Regions from separate parts of the Sus scrofa genome. Here region 2 is linked to region 1. A link is a contact called in public HiChIP or PLAC-seq data. All regions are on one chromosome and are shown on one strand. The core of a region is the stretch at or near the end of the contact, and the rest is flanking DNA. Distances in the headings are between cores, read along the strand shown. Region 1 holds the start of CHIA (chitinase, acidic). Region 2 holds the start of CHI3L2 (chitinase-3-like protein 2).

The links. HiChIP or PLAC-seq counts read pairs in DNA pulled down with a chosen protein or histone mark.
Region 2: an H3K27ac HiChIP or PLAC-seq map of alveolar macrophages shows a contact between it and region 1. The contact joins the promoter of CHI3L2 here to the promoter of CHIA in region 1. A contact is called at or near these places in 3 of 47 Hi-C or Micro-C datasets (adipocytes, liver and omental adipose tissue) and 1 of 2 datasets of contacts at active chromatin or transcription factors (alveolar macrophages).

The regions. Positions count from the first base shown.
Region 1 is chr4:109,041,685-109,049,309 of Sscrofa11.1, reverse strand. It overlaps CHIA (chitinase, acidic), which reads left to right and starts at 2,811. Exons shown (of 11, transcript NM_001258377.1): 1 at 2,811-2,937; 2 at 4,397-4,426; 3 at 5,275-5,476; 4 at 7,395-7,451. The coding sequence starts at 2,913.
Region 2 is chr4:109,093,381-109,100,808 of Sscrofa11.1, reverse strand. It overlaps CHI3L2 (chitinase-3-like protein 2), which reads left to right and starts at 1,637. Exons shown (of 11, transcript XM_003481491.4): 1 at 1,637-1,764; 2 at 4,037-4,066; 3 at 4,579-4,780; 4 at 5,075-5,131. The coding sequence starts at 1,725.

The DNA.
Region 1 (7,625 bases), core at 1,562-4,061:
TATTAGCTATGGTAGTCATTTACATTAAACTGAAATCATTTCACATTATGCATTTGTTGACTAATTCCTTGAAAGGCCAAGAACTGTGCTAGTCACTAGAGATACAGAGATGGTTAAAATAGTACCTGCCTCCAAGGAGGTTACCTATTAGCAGGAGACATTGACTATAAACAAATGACATAAAACACAATGCTGTGTATAATGAAAATTCATAGTTATAAAAAAATCAATTGCCCAAGTACATATGAGTAAGATTTAACTTGAGTCCATTTCATGTAACAGGCTCCATATGAAGCAACAATGTGATAAAGTTGTTGCAAGAGATAATACAGTCTTCCGGAGTTCCCTTAGTGGCTTAGTGGTTAACACACCAGACTAGGATCCATGAGGATGGGGGTTCGATCCCTGGCTTTGGTCAGTGGGTTAAGGATCTGGCTTTGCTGAGAGCTGTGGTGTAGGTCAAAGACATGGCTTGGATCCTGGATTCCGAGTGGCTGCCCCAGTGGTGTGGGCCAGTGGCTGCAGCTCCAATTCAACTCCTAGCTTGGGAATCTCCATATGCCATGGGTGCAGCCCTAAAAGGCAAAAAAAAAAAAAAAAAAAAAAAAAAAACAGAGAGAGATAATGGCTGCATTAGTAGAAATATACAGTTTGGCAAAGAGATAAACAAACAAATAAATAACACTGGGCTAGGGGCCAGTAGCTCTGAGATTAAGTTCTGGCTACACATTTGACTGTGTAATTTCAGTAAATTCTCATTCTCCGTTTCCTCATCTGTTCATAGAAACAATAAAGTCTAATCTGCCTCCTTAATTGCTGCTGATACTGCAAATTGATACAACTACTTTGGGAAAAAATTTCTAGCTAAGTAGTAAATTTTTTTTTTTTTTTTGGTCTTTTTGTCTTTTCTAGGGCTGCACCCGTGGGCTAAATAGTATTTTAAGATGCATATGCCTGGTTCAACCTGGGTCACCAACTAGCCTATTTAATTTAATACAAGGTGGCAAGGCAGTGTAAATATCAGGAGATTTCCATTCTCAAGGACTCTAGTCTTGGCACTGAATCCTGGACCTAATGCTTAAGATTGTTTAATCAATCTTGTCACCTACAAAGTTGAAGTGACAGTAATAATCATTTTTATAGGCTAAAAAAATAATGAAGTAGAGCCCTCTGACAAACTTTCAGTCGCTCAATAGTCACTCTTTATTCTTTTAGAATTTCATTTTGTGGCCAGTCTGGATGGAAATTTAAATCCAAGTGCCCTGTCCTCTCCCTATGCCCAAGTCTGGTTCAAGTTCACAACTACACCAATCAAAGTATTTCTCCCAGAACTTGGATTCTTATGTGGAATTATGCATGGATAAAAAAATAAAATTGGAGCTTATTTATCCTAAGCTCCCTCCAACTTTTTTCTCCCAGATATAATTCTTTCATTCAGAGGCCACTCCTATATTCTTTTCTTTGATTCTGTGAGCTTCTTCATACTTTCCCAATGTATTGATTTGTGCTCGTTAGAGATGGTTTTAGTCACTTGCAAACAGACAATTCTTAGTAATACAAACACCAGGAACAATCTCTGGCATACAGTAGGTGCTTATAGTGTTGGTTGATATTATTATGTTTGTAACTGAAATCCTCCCTGGCAGCAATTGTACCAGATTTTCTCTGGCCCCATGAGTGGGAACCAAACACCCAGGACCTAAGTATCATTGGGTGAATGGATACAATCTAGTTTCTAAATGTGATAAAAAGGAAAATCAGTTCATATTTACAGTAAGGCTACTAAGGTGCCAACATCCCACGATATATAGGCACCCATATGTCCACTGATGGCTTTCCAGGTATTGTCACAAGGCAGTACCATATAAGCAAGGACAGACAACACGTGCTAGAGGATTTAAAATATTTCAGAGGAAGGAGAGATCATTGAACTTCAAAGACAGGATCTGAGCTGGGCTTTGAAGAATCGTAGGACTGGGAGAGGCAGTGAGGAGAAGGAGAAGATGTCCCAGGCAAAGGGCAGAGAGACACCATGAGCAAAGACAGGCAAGACATGTTTGGGGACAAAGAATAGATTATTTTGGCTGGAGCAGAAATTTTTTATAGGATAATAGTAGTGGCTCATGTTTGGAAGGATGGATCAGAGTTCATTATAAATTTTAAAAATTCTATAAATGGTCAAGTTGCAAATATTTCTTTTAGAAGAGACACTCTAATAGGATCACTATCATCTCTATCCAACAGCAACACACAAAACATTTTTTTTAACATTTTCTGGATGTAATTTAGAGCTATGGAGTAGAGAGTTCTCACTGACTTGCAGAGTACCTTTGAGGAACCATATGCTCTTAGATAAAATTATCATGTAATCATAACTACGGTCATTCGAAAAAACAGGTGTGGGTAGAATGTTCAAAAAGTAGCACCTAAAGATGAAAGTTCCCGAGGCACTGACTGCGGCGAACAATATGTAAACAATCCCGTGAAGAAAAAAGTTTTGAGAGCAGATAACACATTCCAGGCGTTTTTTGTTTGTTTACTTTTCAATAAAGATGTGTTTGATGCCAGGAAACAAATGTCCAGAGCATAACAACCCAGTCGCAATGTTTAAACAGTTGCTTATCGGCCCTGAGAAGTGCCAGAAAAGCTATTAAGCTGGTGCTTTTCATGATAATGGCCTCTACCACGCTGTCCTTACTGAGCAGAGATGGGGGTGACAGGAGCGGGAGGGAGGCAGGCTGGAGGTCCACGAGGAAGTGTTTGCCCAGGAGGCGATATGTTGATTTACCGATTGGCTGCACTACCTCGAGGTTAAATGCTCTGCACACGGAAGATATCCTGCGTGATTACCTGGAACGCACAAGGTGTAAAAAGCAAATCCAGGCTCTGCTAGACCAGCACCAACAGCAACCATGGCAAAATTCGTTCTCCTCACAGGTGAGTCTGTAACGGCAGACAGAGCCTTATTCTCACCTGATTTTTTTTTTCTCTCTGATTTCGAAAGGCATGAAGTAACGTAGTTTCTGCATACACCTCTATGCTTTTTCATTCTTCTATCTTTTCAAATTTGCTGGAGGATCCTGGCACACGCAGATAAATCTACCTCTTATTCTCTTAATCGCAGTGGACTCTGGCAGCATTTCTACCTTCATTGATGCCGCAAGCATGATCCTAGAAGAAAGGCTAGTTTTCCTCCAATGTGTGTCTTACTCTTCATTTCCTATTGGGCTGTTGCCTTTTCTCTCTTCATCTTGTTTCACTACCTCATTTTAATTGGTATTTGTGTGTGTGTTTATCTTTTTTTTTTTTTTTTTTTTTTTTTTTTGCCTTTTCTAGGCCCGCTTCCCACAGCATACGGAGGTTCCCGGGCTAGGGGTCCAATGGGAGCTGTAGCCGCCAGCCTACGCCAGAGCCACAGCAACGCGGGATCCGAGCCGCGTCTGGGACCTACACCACAGCCCACGGCAACGCCGGATCCTTAACCCACCAAGCAAGGCCAGGGATTGAACCCGCAACCTCATGGTTCGTAGTCGGATTCGTTAACCACTTTGCCACGACGGGAACGCCGGTATTATCATTTATATGCTGGTATCTTTAGTCTATATTTTTCAGAGATAAAAATCAGTAGGAACTGACAGCAGTAGGCAAGTTACCTTGGTTCTACTGTTTTCAGAATTATTTCTCTTTGTATCCCCTACTATCCTACTGAGTTGCTGCTGTATTATAAAGAGGTGGATTCAGTACACTATCGAGAGCCAATTTGTATTCACAGCTTATTGGTTGCTCTAGAGCTGTGATTTACAAACTTTTTATAGCTTGAGAAACTTTTCCTAAGGAAAACTCTAGCTCAGTTTATGAAACAACCAGATCAACAGTGCTCTGATGGAAGCTAGGGAGTGATATCTAGGGTCTTGCCTTACAGTTCCTAGTTCTTCTCTTCTACTGCAAGGGCTCCTAAAGGTGGTTTAAAAATCCCAAAGCTCCAGGAGATACTGAATTCACTGCTGTGGAGGATGCCCTTTGTGTGAAGGCTGTACTCATCCCTGTTCAGGGAGGTGAAGCATGAACAGGCATGTAGTCGTTGAGGAGAGCAAATTTGGGGTAGTTTCTGTAAGTAGATCTTCCATAGACAGTAGACTTCCAACTCCATTCAGTAACATTTATTATTGACACGGAGGTTGGAAGGAGAGAGAGCCATGCTTTTTTTTTAACAAAGAGAAAGAAAGGGTAGAGCTATTGACGCCTTCCCTGAAAAACCTACTCTTTGATAACCCCTAAGTGCCACTTGGGCTGTGAAATCCCATGACATACAGGATGCTACCCAAGGCCTCGGAATCATCTTTTACAGGACATACACCGTTGGTTCAGAATACATGATTTTTTTTTCTCTCGCTAGGTCTGGCCCTTCTGCTGAATGCTCAGCTAGGTAAGTCGTGGCCTCTGTATTTTATCCTAGACATAATCTTTTCCTACCATAAACCTCAAATCTCTATAAATTATTCGTAATGCCATTATTTGCTTAATGTATTAAATGTGAAAATTTTCATATTCCAATATTACTTTTTAAAATGTTTATCAAGGAAGTACCCATCCTGGCACAGCAGAAATGAATCTGACTAGGAACCACAAGGTTGTGGGTTCAATCCCCGGCCTTGCTCAGTGGGTAAAGGATCCAGCATTGCCATGAGCTGTGGTGTAGGTTGCAGACACGGCTCGGATCTGATGTTGCTGTGGCTGTGGTGTAGGTCGGCAGCTGTAGCTCTGATGGGACCCCTAGCCTGGGAACCTCCATATACCTCAGGTGCGGCCCTAAAAAGCAAAATAAATAAATAAATGAATAAATAAAAGTGTATCAAGAGATTAGCCATACTAGGGAAAGAAAACTGCTTTCTTCTTCAAAGACAGATGGGTTTGATGTTGGGAAAACCTATTATTTTGTATCGCCTGCCACTGCTCTCCTCTGCAGCATGACCACCTGAGAGTTAGAAGGTGGTGTTCACTGAGCTTCATAGGACTACTGGGCATCTTTTCTTCCGTGGTTCCTAGGATTGGTCAAGACCCCAAAGTGATCTGCCAAAGTTAAAATGACCAACCTCGACTCCGTGGCTCGTTTCCAAGTTAGAATCTTTGAACTCATTGGCCAGCGTGTTCATACTCACCTCCCCTTCAAGAGACCAGGCCTCTGAGGCAAAGGGAGGGAAACAGCTAAAACTTAAAAGCACATTTCGATGGCACTTAAGTCAGGCCGTTAGTCTTACTTCTTACTACCCTCAGGTTCTGCCTACCAGCTAATATGCTACTTCACCAACTGGGCCCAGTACCGGCCAGGCCTGGGGAGCTTCAAGCCTGACGACATCGATCCCTGCCTTTGTACCCACCTGGTCTACGCCTTCGCCGGGATGCGCAACAACGAGATCACCACCACTGAGGGGGATGATGTGACTTTCTACCAGTCTTTCAATGGCCTGAAAAACAAGTAAGAGAAGGGCGACAGGTCGAATTTGGTATCCCCTAGGCCAGTACCTCCCAAGCATTAATGTGCAAATAAATCATCTGGGATCTTCTCAAAATGCAGTTTAAATTCAGTAAGTCTAAGTGGGAACCAAGATTCTGTATTTCTTTTGGTCTTTTTTTTTTTTTTTTTTTTTTTTTTTTTTGCCATTTCTTGGGCCGCTTCCCACGGCATATGGAGGTTCCCAGGCTAGAGGCCTGATCGGAGCTGTTGCCGGCCTACACCACAGCCACAGCAACTCAGGATCCAAGCCACATCTGCGACCTACATCACAGCTCACGGCAATGCTGAATCTTTAACCACTGAGCAAGGCCAGGGATAGAACCCGCAACCTCATGGTTCCTAGTCGGATTTGTTAACCACTGAGCTACGATGGGAACTCCAAGGATTCTGTATTTCTAACAAGCTTCCAGATGATGCTAATGCTCCTGGCCCAGGAGCTACCCTTTAAGTATCAAGGATTGAGATATGATAGCACATTGCCTGCTCTAGCTGGTATTCAAAAGTATTAGTTGTTTTTTTCCTTTCTTTATCAATAGTTTTGTTTATGACCCAGGTAATTTCAACCCATCTTAGCTACTCCTATCAGAGAACAGGAAGCAGAGGATACTGAAGATTAGACATAATGGAGCCCAAGAAATCAGAGGAGTTTCCTGTACTTTAGTAGAATTCCATTCTGTGTAAAAATGAAACAAAACAAAGACCCTGATACTTTTTTTAAAAAAAATACCAATATAGAGACATTTATATGGCACAATATTTCACAAGCAAAGCTCTGTGATGAGGAATGAACAAAGGCTACTTAGGCCAATATGAGCAAGTGGCATATGTTCCATCTTTCCTTTCAAATGTCTACCATGCTGATACCTGATACTTTTTAATTTCTAATTTGTTCAGTTAGCTATATCTAGGAGATGTAAAGCTATAGGCCATTGCTACCATCAGTAATGGTAGTATCTCAAATACAGCCACTAAAATTTCAGTTACGACACCTAAGAGGAAATAAATCTCTTCAGGGTGTTTTTTGTTGTTGTTGGTTTTTTGGGTTTTTTTGTTTGTTTGGTTGGTTTTTCACTTTGTAGGGCTGTACCCACAGCCCCACAGCATGTGAAAATTCCCAGGCTAGGAGTCTAATCAGAGCTGCAGCTGCTGGCCTACGTCACAGCCACAGCAATGTGGGGTCCAAGCTGCATCTGTGACCTTTCGGCAATGCCAGATCCCTAACCCACTGAGTGAGGCCAGGGATTGAACCTGCATCCTCATGGATACTAGCTGGGTTCGTAACCCACTGAGCCACAACAGGAAACTCCCCAGTGTGGTACTTCTTAAAGTGTGATTCATTGACTCTGCATCCAGAATCACATGGGGAACTTGATAAAAAAAAAAATCTCAATCCCTAATCCAACTGAATCACAATCTCTGAGAAAAGGGCTCTAAACCTGAAGCTGTAATGTTGTCCTCCAGCTCTGGTCCTTGTACTTTATTCTCATATAAACTGATGTTTGAGAACCACAACAACAGAAAGTGTGTATTATTCTAAGCCAATTTATTTATATTCATTATTATAGATTCCGAGAAAGTCATTATGTGCAAGCAACACTTATTTCATCTGAAGATATGGAATGTGGGAATTGCCAATGCATTTCTATTTTTAAAAAACACAGTCCCGTAATTTAGATTGCTCTAAAGAACTCTGAATGCATTCGTAATAGTAACACAAATCATTTTTATAAAGAAAGCGTTCAGTAGTGATGGAAAATTGTCCTACAGAATATCTTATCAAGGCAACATCAAAGCATATGACCGGGTCCAACATCAAAGCAATGTTATTTAAATAGAAGAACTCAAGGATTTTTATGTTGCTCTTTTCTATCTTTTATAGAAATAGCCAGTTGAAAACCCTCCTGGCCATTGGAGGCTGGAACTTTGGAACTGCCCCGTAAGTCCTCTGTGAAAGAGACTGGTGTTCATTTGCTATTGAAACACGTTAGCCCAATGTGACTTGCGTCCCTTCAGATTTTACAATCTAAGCAGGGTATTAAGGATGTCCATTAAACAAATACGCCACTTAAATACATGACTATGCCAGAATCTCAATATTAAGTAGAACACA
Region 2 (7,428 bases), core at 388-2,887, 53 kb before region 1:
ATTAAAACCACCATGGGCCAAAGTACCACAGACCAAATAAAAAATAGAACAACTGAGAAAATCTATTTGCATCACACTTGGCAAAGCTCTAAGATACTTCATATACAAAGTCAGGGCTAATTTACTTATTTATAGAGCTCTTTCAAATAAAAAAAGAAATCCAGTGGAAAATGGACAAAAAATATATGCAGGCACTGCTCTGACAATAACCTGCATCTGATTAATAAATGTAAACAATAACACTCATTTAAAAGAATGCAAATTAAAACAATGAGGTAACATTTGTCACCTATGAGACGGACAGAGATAACAAAGTTGAATGATGTACAAACCCTCAGAAGGGAGTTTTACAAGAGTGCTCCAAATTTTAAAATTCCAAAACCCTTTGACCAATCAATTCTCCTGTTGGCGATTTCTCCTATAGATAGACTCCTCCTCTATTCTATAAAGAATAGATCTTTTCAAGGATGTTCATTTTAGCTATATTTTAAATAACAAAAATGTCTAGAAATAAGCTAAATGCTTATCAATAGGAGATGATTAAGTAGAAGAAGGTGTAGCTGTATGATGAAATACAAAGAGGCCAGTAAAAGAAAAAAAAAAAAGGAGGTGGACAAGGAATGTTCTGGAATGATATCTAAGTATATTACATGGAAAAAAGGTAAGAAATGAATACCTTATGCTCCCACTTAGACGCAACTCTAGATTTCTTAAAGAGTGAACAAGTGTGGCTGGTACACTGACCTGGCAGGACGTAGGGGGTAAGGTCATCAAAGCAGCTTTCCTTTTGGCCCCAGTCCCTTTAAGTTTTCTGCTCAGTGAGAGTGGTTCTGCCTTCTTCCTCCATTTTTCTGGTGACTTGTAGGTAATTACATTTCTCCAGCCACTGTACGTTGTAAACCCCACTCAATTTCCTAGCCAGTCCCAAGTGATAACCAAGACTCCAACTGGATCCAACCTTAAATCGGATCCCTTCCCCAGCCCAGCCCTGGGGTACAATTCAACGCTAACAAGTTAATGGAGGAACCTCAATAAACATTTGTTGAGGTTTTTGTTTTTCTCGTTTCCCTTAGATCTTGTACTTAAAGACGACACAGTCAAGGTGGGGAGATGGGCATGTACACCAGTGTGTTACAGTGCAGTGTGGAGCTATGAGAGGAAATAAATTGCACTGTGAGCAGAGGAACCAGCTCCCCCAGGCTCAGGGAGAAGCAAGAGAGTCTCCACGGGGAAGGGGATGGTGTCCTTTGAAGGTATCAGGTGAAGAAGAGCTGTAGGGTGGGACCAACTGGGATGGTAGGAGCTCTGTTTGATTAGATGAATGAGAATAAGCAGGCTGCAGATGACGTGAGTGTGAGGAGGTGAGTTAAAAAGAAGACAGATCCTGAGTGATGGGGAAGGGGCATTTGGCAGCCAGAAAGTGCTAAGAGGAGGCAAATGAAAGAAGTACCATCTCCTTCCCTTCTCAGGGACCAAATTCCTTCTGGGTGACACTGGTAGAGCAGGATCTCTCAGTGGTTGTCTCCCTTGCAGCTTTTTTTTTTTTTTTGGTTGTTGGCATTGCTCAAACCTGGGTCCTATTGCCAGGAAGTTTCGCAAGGCAGATTTGCCAGGGGAAGTCCCTGGCATTTCCTGTAGTTCTTGCTTCCTTTCCAAAAGACAGGCTATCGAAATCTCCAGGGCATAAAAGGCCCAGAGGATGTGTGTCCTAGCTGGCCAGGGATATGGGAGCAATCACCATGGACCAGAAGTCTCTCTGGGCAGGTGAGTGCCCGGGTGATAATGTAGCAGGAACTTAATGAGCAGAGAAGGGTCAAGGGACTTGTGGAAGAAGGGGCCATCTTTTACTCCTGGGACTCCAGTCTCTGTTCAGCTCCATATCAAAACCTGTCAAGCTAAGGCAACTGCCCTAAGGGACCATCTGATCTTTCCTAAATGGGCAAGGGGGCAGCAGTGGTCAGAGCCCTTTGGACCATCAGGGGTGTTTCCAGACTGCTTCTGCACAAAGGCCCCTCTTGTCCAGATTGGTGATGGAGTCACAGGTTTCACGGTTTATGCTTTCTATTTTATTTTATTTTATTTTATTTTATTTTATTTTATTTTATTTTAATCTTTTTAGGACCGCACCCACAGCATATGGAGATTCCCAGGCCAGGGGTCCAATCGGAGCTGTGGCTGCCAGCCTGTACCAGAGCCACAGCAACGCGGGATCCGAGCCGCGTCTGCAACCTGCACCACAGCTCCTGGCAACGTCGGATCGTGAACCCACAGAGTGAGGCCAGGGATCGAACCCGCAACCTCATGGTTCCTGGTCGGATTCATTAACCACTAAGCCACAACGGGAACTCCTTTCTTTACATTTTAAAACTTGGGGAAGACCCACATTTCTCATCTGTGGCATGGTTTGTTGGGCGTAAACGTTTTCTAAAATTCTCCTTTCAGCTCAAAAGTTCTTATCCCAAACTCTGGCTTTCTTGGTAGCTGGGAATTTGGGTGAAGATGGACATGAGACTAAATAAACAGGGCTACGAATGAAGAAGGGAAGTGTCTTTGGAGGAAAAGGATCCTTTTCATTGTGTCCTTACCTCTTTCATCTCGTCTATGCTCTTGAGCCATGATGGCCCACTTGGTAATGGCAAGAGCATTCTGAGGTCCTTGTTGAAGGGCTCAGGCCTGGGTCTCCAGGGAGGAACCCACGGGGAGTCAGCACTTTGAAGAAGGGCCGGAGGCTGACCTGACAGTAGATGTGGCAACCAGAATCCTCCTACCTGAGTAGTGGGTGTGTGGCGGTCCCGCTCCCTCCCTGCTCTGCTTAAAAGTGGTGTGAATCAGCAGGAGACAAACCCAGAGCCCAGCTTCTCAAGACAGCTCTGTGGAGATGGCACCAGCTTCAGCAGCTGTCATCCAAAGTTTCACTTCATTTTTAACTGCTCTCTTCTCTGTTTTCAGACCCCCGAAATATCCTAATATAGCGAAGTCTGGGCAATGCCCTCAGGATGTGGCTCACAGTTGAGGAGTCTTGCCTTTTGAGTGAGGTTTTCAGGACCAGGCTGGTCCTGCCCTTTCCTTCCCTTTAGGGGGGTAAATTAATTTTTATTTTATTTTATTAAAAAAATTTTTTTTTTCATTTTAGGGCCACACCTATGGCATATGGAAATTCCCAGGCTAGGGGTCAAATTGGAACTGCAGCTGCCAGCCTCAGCCTCAGCCACAGCCATGCCAGATCCGAGCCACATCAGCGACCTACACTGCAGCTTGAAGCAATGATAGATCCTTAACCCTCTGAGCCAGGCCAGGGTTGAACCTGCATCCTCATGGATAGTAGTCGGGTTCTTAACCCACTGAGCCACAATGGGAACTCCGGGGGGGGGTGTAAATTAAGATTAGAATGGCCTCACCAGTCCTCCCAGGGAAGGTGTCCTATGGAGAGGAGACTGCGCATGACCTCAAACTTGAACACTTAGAGCACTTCTAGAGCCAGCTCACACTCCCTGATACACTTGCCTTGTTTGAAGTGTTAGTTGTCTGTACACAGGGTGACTATGCATCTCAATTCACCCAGGACAGTTCCGGTCCAAGCTGGTGCCCCAGGGAAATGATTACCAATGTGCCTCTTCACTCTCCACAGTGTCCCACTGGGCAATAAACTCAATGGTCACCTTAATTATATTAGACTCCAGATTGGACTGAGATCCCCTTGAGGGCAGGGGTGACATGGACTCTATTTTAGTTTTCCCCAGTATCCAGGACAAGGCTGAGCACAGAGCAGATGGTTCAATAAATTTTTATTGAATAAATGAATGAGCGAAGGAATTTGCAGTTTAGAAAATGTTTCTGTGGAGACTCCTCAAGGTATCCAAGGGCTGGGGACCTCAAGGCCCTGCAGAGAGACTTCAGTGGCTGTGGCTGGAGCGCCCGGAGGAAGTGCAGCAGCTGTGTCTTGCATGTAGGCACCTCTGCCCACTCATTGCCAACAGTCTAAGACCCAAGAACCAGGTTTGGCTCAACTGATTTCCTTCCCACCCACCTCTTACAGGTTTAGTGGTCTTGCTGCTTCTTCAGGAAGGTAAGTCAATGAGTCACTACATCCTGTGTCCCCTGGGCTGTGTCCTTTCTGATGATTCTGTCTCTGCTTCATTCTTTTTCTCTTGGTTACTCTCTTAGGTTCTGATGCTAACATACTGATGACTCCAAGTTTTAGTTCCATGTGTCTCTTTGTGCATCTGTGACTCTGATTCTATCTTTTGAGCCTCTTCCTCTGTCTCTCTCACCCACCTCAATGTTGTGGGCATCATCTCTCTGTGTACCCACTTATACCTCTGTGTCACGCATCCATCCGTACACATCAAACCTCAGTGCGCTGTGGATGTTTTCCATATTGACAATATCTCTCCATGTATCTCTTAACTGGGGTCCGGATGCTCCAGAGCCAGCACCGAGGGTCCAGGCTGAATGACCCTCAGAGGCTCAGGCTGAAGGAGCAAAGGAGGCAATGGCATTTGGGGGAGAAACTTGTGGCAATCTGGGCTCGGAGGCCACCGCACTGGGTTCCCATTGGTTCTCTTCTCTCTACTCCAGGATCTGCCTACAAACTGGTTTGCTACTTTACCAGCTGGTCACAGGACAGGCAGGAACCGGGGAAGTTCACTCTTGAGAGCGCTGACCCGTTCCTATGTTCTCACCTCATCTACTCATTCGCCAGCATCAGTGACAACAAGGTCGTCATCAAGGACAAGAATGATGCGATGCTTTACCAGACCATCAAGAGTCTGAAAACCAAGTCAGTAGCATGGGAGTGGGGAGCACACAGGCCCTAAGACAAGAGAAGACAGCCCTAAACTGGGCCTAAGACCCTCTAACCCCATTCATTCATTCATTCATTTGCTTGTTCAATGCGCTTGGGTATAAACCTGACCCCACCCCCCCGCCCCCAAAGCCCCCAGCACCTCATCCTTCGCTGAACTTAGCTGCTAAGCAGCTGGGGCCCATTTATCCATATTCTAACCCTAACTCTTTAGGCAAAAATTTCCCTAGCAGCCAGTAAAGAAATAATCAGCTGCTTCTTCTGCTCCAGGAACCCCAAACTGAAAATTCTCTTGTCCATTGGAGGATATCTCTTTGGTTCCAAAGGGTAAGACCATAATCTAATTTTTTCTTCATTTTCCCATGTAATTTCTCCTCCTCTCGAAAAGAGACACGGAATTGAGTTTTAGAAAAGTCCTCCCGTGGCTCAGATGGTACAAGTGATCTGAATTTTTTCACACATTGAGGCACCGCTCTGTTTTCTGGCGTCTTGGAAGGAACTCTGTAGGAGCTTAAGGCCTGGGAGAAACTGAATTGGGAGCTGTGTTCAGTAACCTCTCAGTTATTTACATGAATATTTTTCACCTTATGGATTATGAGAAGGTGGTTTTAGCTGGAAAATGCAGAGGGGGGGGGTTGTTTGTTTTTTGTTTTATAAAAGAGTTTAAGGGTTTTGAGGGTTTGACTTTTTACCATGAGGGTGGATTGGGTAGGTGATTTCCACTTAAACTTCAGGGTTTTTTTGTTTTGTTTTGTTTTGTTTTGTTTTGCTTTTCAGGGCTGCACTGAGGCATGTGGAAGCTCCCCGGCTAGGGATCAAATCGGAGCTGGAGCTGCTAGCCTACACCACAGCCATAGCAACAAGGAATCCAAGCCACGTCTTTGACATACACCACAGCTCATGGCAACGCTAGTTCCTTAACCCACCGAGCAAGGCTGGGGATGGAACCTGCATCTTCATGGATACTATCTGGGCTCTTAACTCGCTGAGCCACCATGAGAACTCCTAAAATTCTGTTCTTGACCAGCAGCTGTCAGTGGACCATTTCCTGGGTCAAGGTTGTACAGCCAGATGGCCTGACGTGCAGGGCAGCATAGGAGGCAATTGGGTCTATTTTGCTTAAAAACTAAGTAGCTATGGAGTTCCCGTCGTGGCGCAGTGGTTAACGAATCCGACTAGGAACCATGAGGTTGCGGGTTCGGTCCCTGCCCTTGCTCAGTGGGTTAACGATCCGGCGTTGCTGTGAGCTGTGCTGTAGGTTGCAGACGTGGCTCGGATCCTGCGTTGCTGTGGCTCTGGCGTAGGCCGGGGGCTACAGCTCCAATTCGACCCCTAGCCTGGGAACCTCCATATGCTGCGGGAGCGGCCCAAAGAAATAGCAAAAAGACAAAAAAAAAAAAAAAAAACCAAGTAGCTATTAGCATGAGACATACATATAAATTATAATTCACAGGAAAATGATATGCTATTTATATCGAGCTGAATAAATACAAATGTGTTAGGAAGAAAGGCACCTTTTTGAAATCTTCAAATACGGTTAATCTAATTTTGAACTTCCTCCGCTTTGATTTTTTTTAAAGTGCTATCATTTTTAAAAGTCCAAAGATCTTAATCTCAGCAGCAGAGGCTTTCAGCTTTCACAGGAAGTTTGATAAGACATCTTCCTCATGCAGCTGGTCAGTACTCTTCACAGCCTGAGCAAGTAGAGGAAAGAGAGAGCATTAGAAGACCTCTGTAGGTGAGAGACCTAGGGAAAGTTAACACATCACCATGAGCTCAGTTTACCCACCTGTAAAATGTATATCACATCTATTTCATAAGTTGGTTGCAAGGATTTTGAATGAGGTTATTTATGTCACATGACCAACTTAGTAATCAATAGTAAATGTCCATTTTCTCCTACCTTTTTCTTCTTCTTTCTTTGGTCTTTTTTTTTTTTTTTTTTTTTCCCAGAGCCACATTTGAGGCTTATGGACGTTCCCAGGCTAAGGGTTGAATTGGAGCTGTAGCCACCAGCCTACATCAGAGCTACAGCAACAGGGAATCCGAGCCTCGTCTGTGACCTACACCACAGCTCACAGCAACGCTGGATCCTTAACCCACTGAGGGAGGCCAGGGATTGAACCCGAAACCTCATGGATGCTAGTTGGGTTCGCTAACCACTGAGCCACGACAGGAACTCATTTCTTCTTCTTTTATCTCAAATAGTTTCATCTACAAAATAAGAGGGTTGACCTAATTAACTTCTCAGGTCTCTACCAGTTTGAAAATTATAGAGTACTTCACAACGCAATTTCTACACACAGAAAGAAAAAAAATCAAGCTAATATTTTTTTATTTTTTATTTTTTTTAGGGCTGCACCTGCAGCATATGGAAGTTCCCAGGCTAGGGGTCGAATCAGAGCTGCAGCTGGTGGTCTATACTACAGCCATAGCAACGCAGGATGGCTGTGAGCTACGGCAATGCCCGATCCTTAACCCACTGAGCGAGGCCAGGGATTGAACCCACATCTTCATGGATACCAGTCGGGTTCATAACCTGTTGAGCCACAATAGGAACTCCCTACCTTATTTGGTTCTGTGTTAACCTCATAATGAACTCCTTTCATTTATTAATGGGGTCT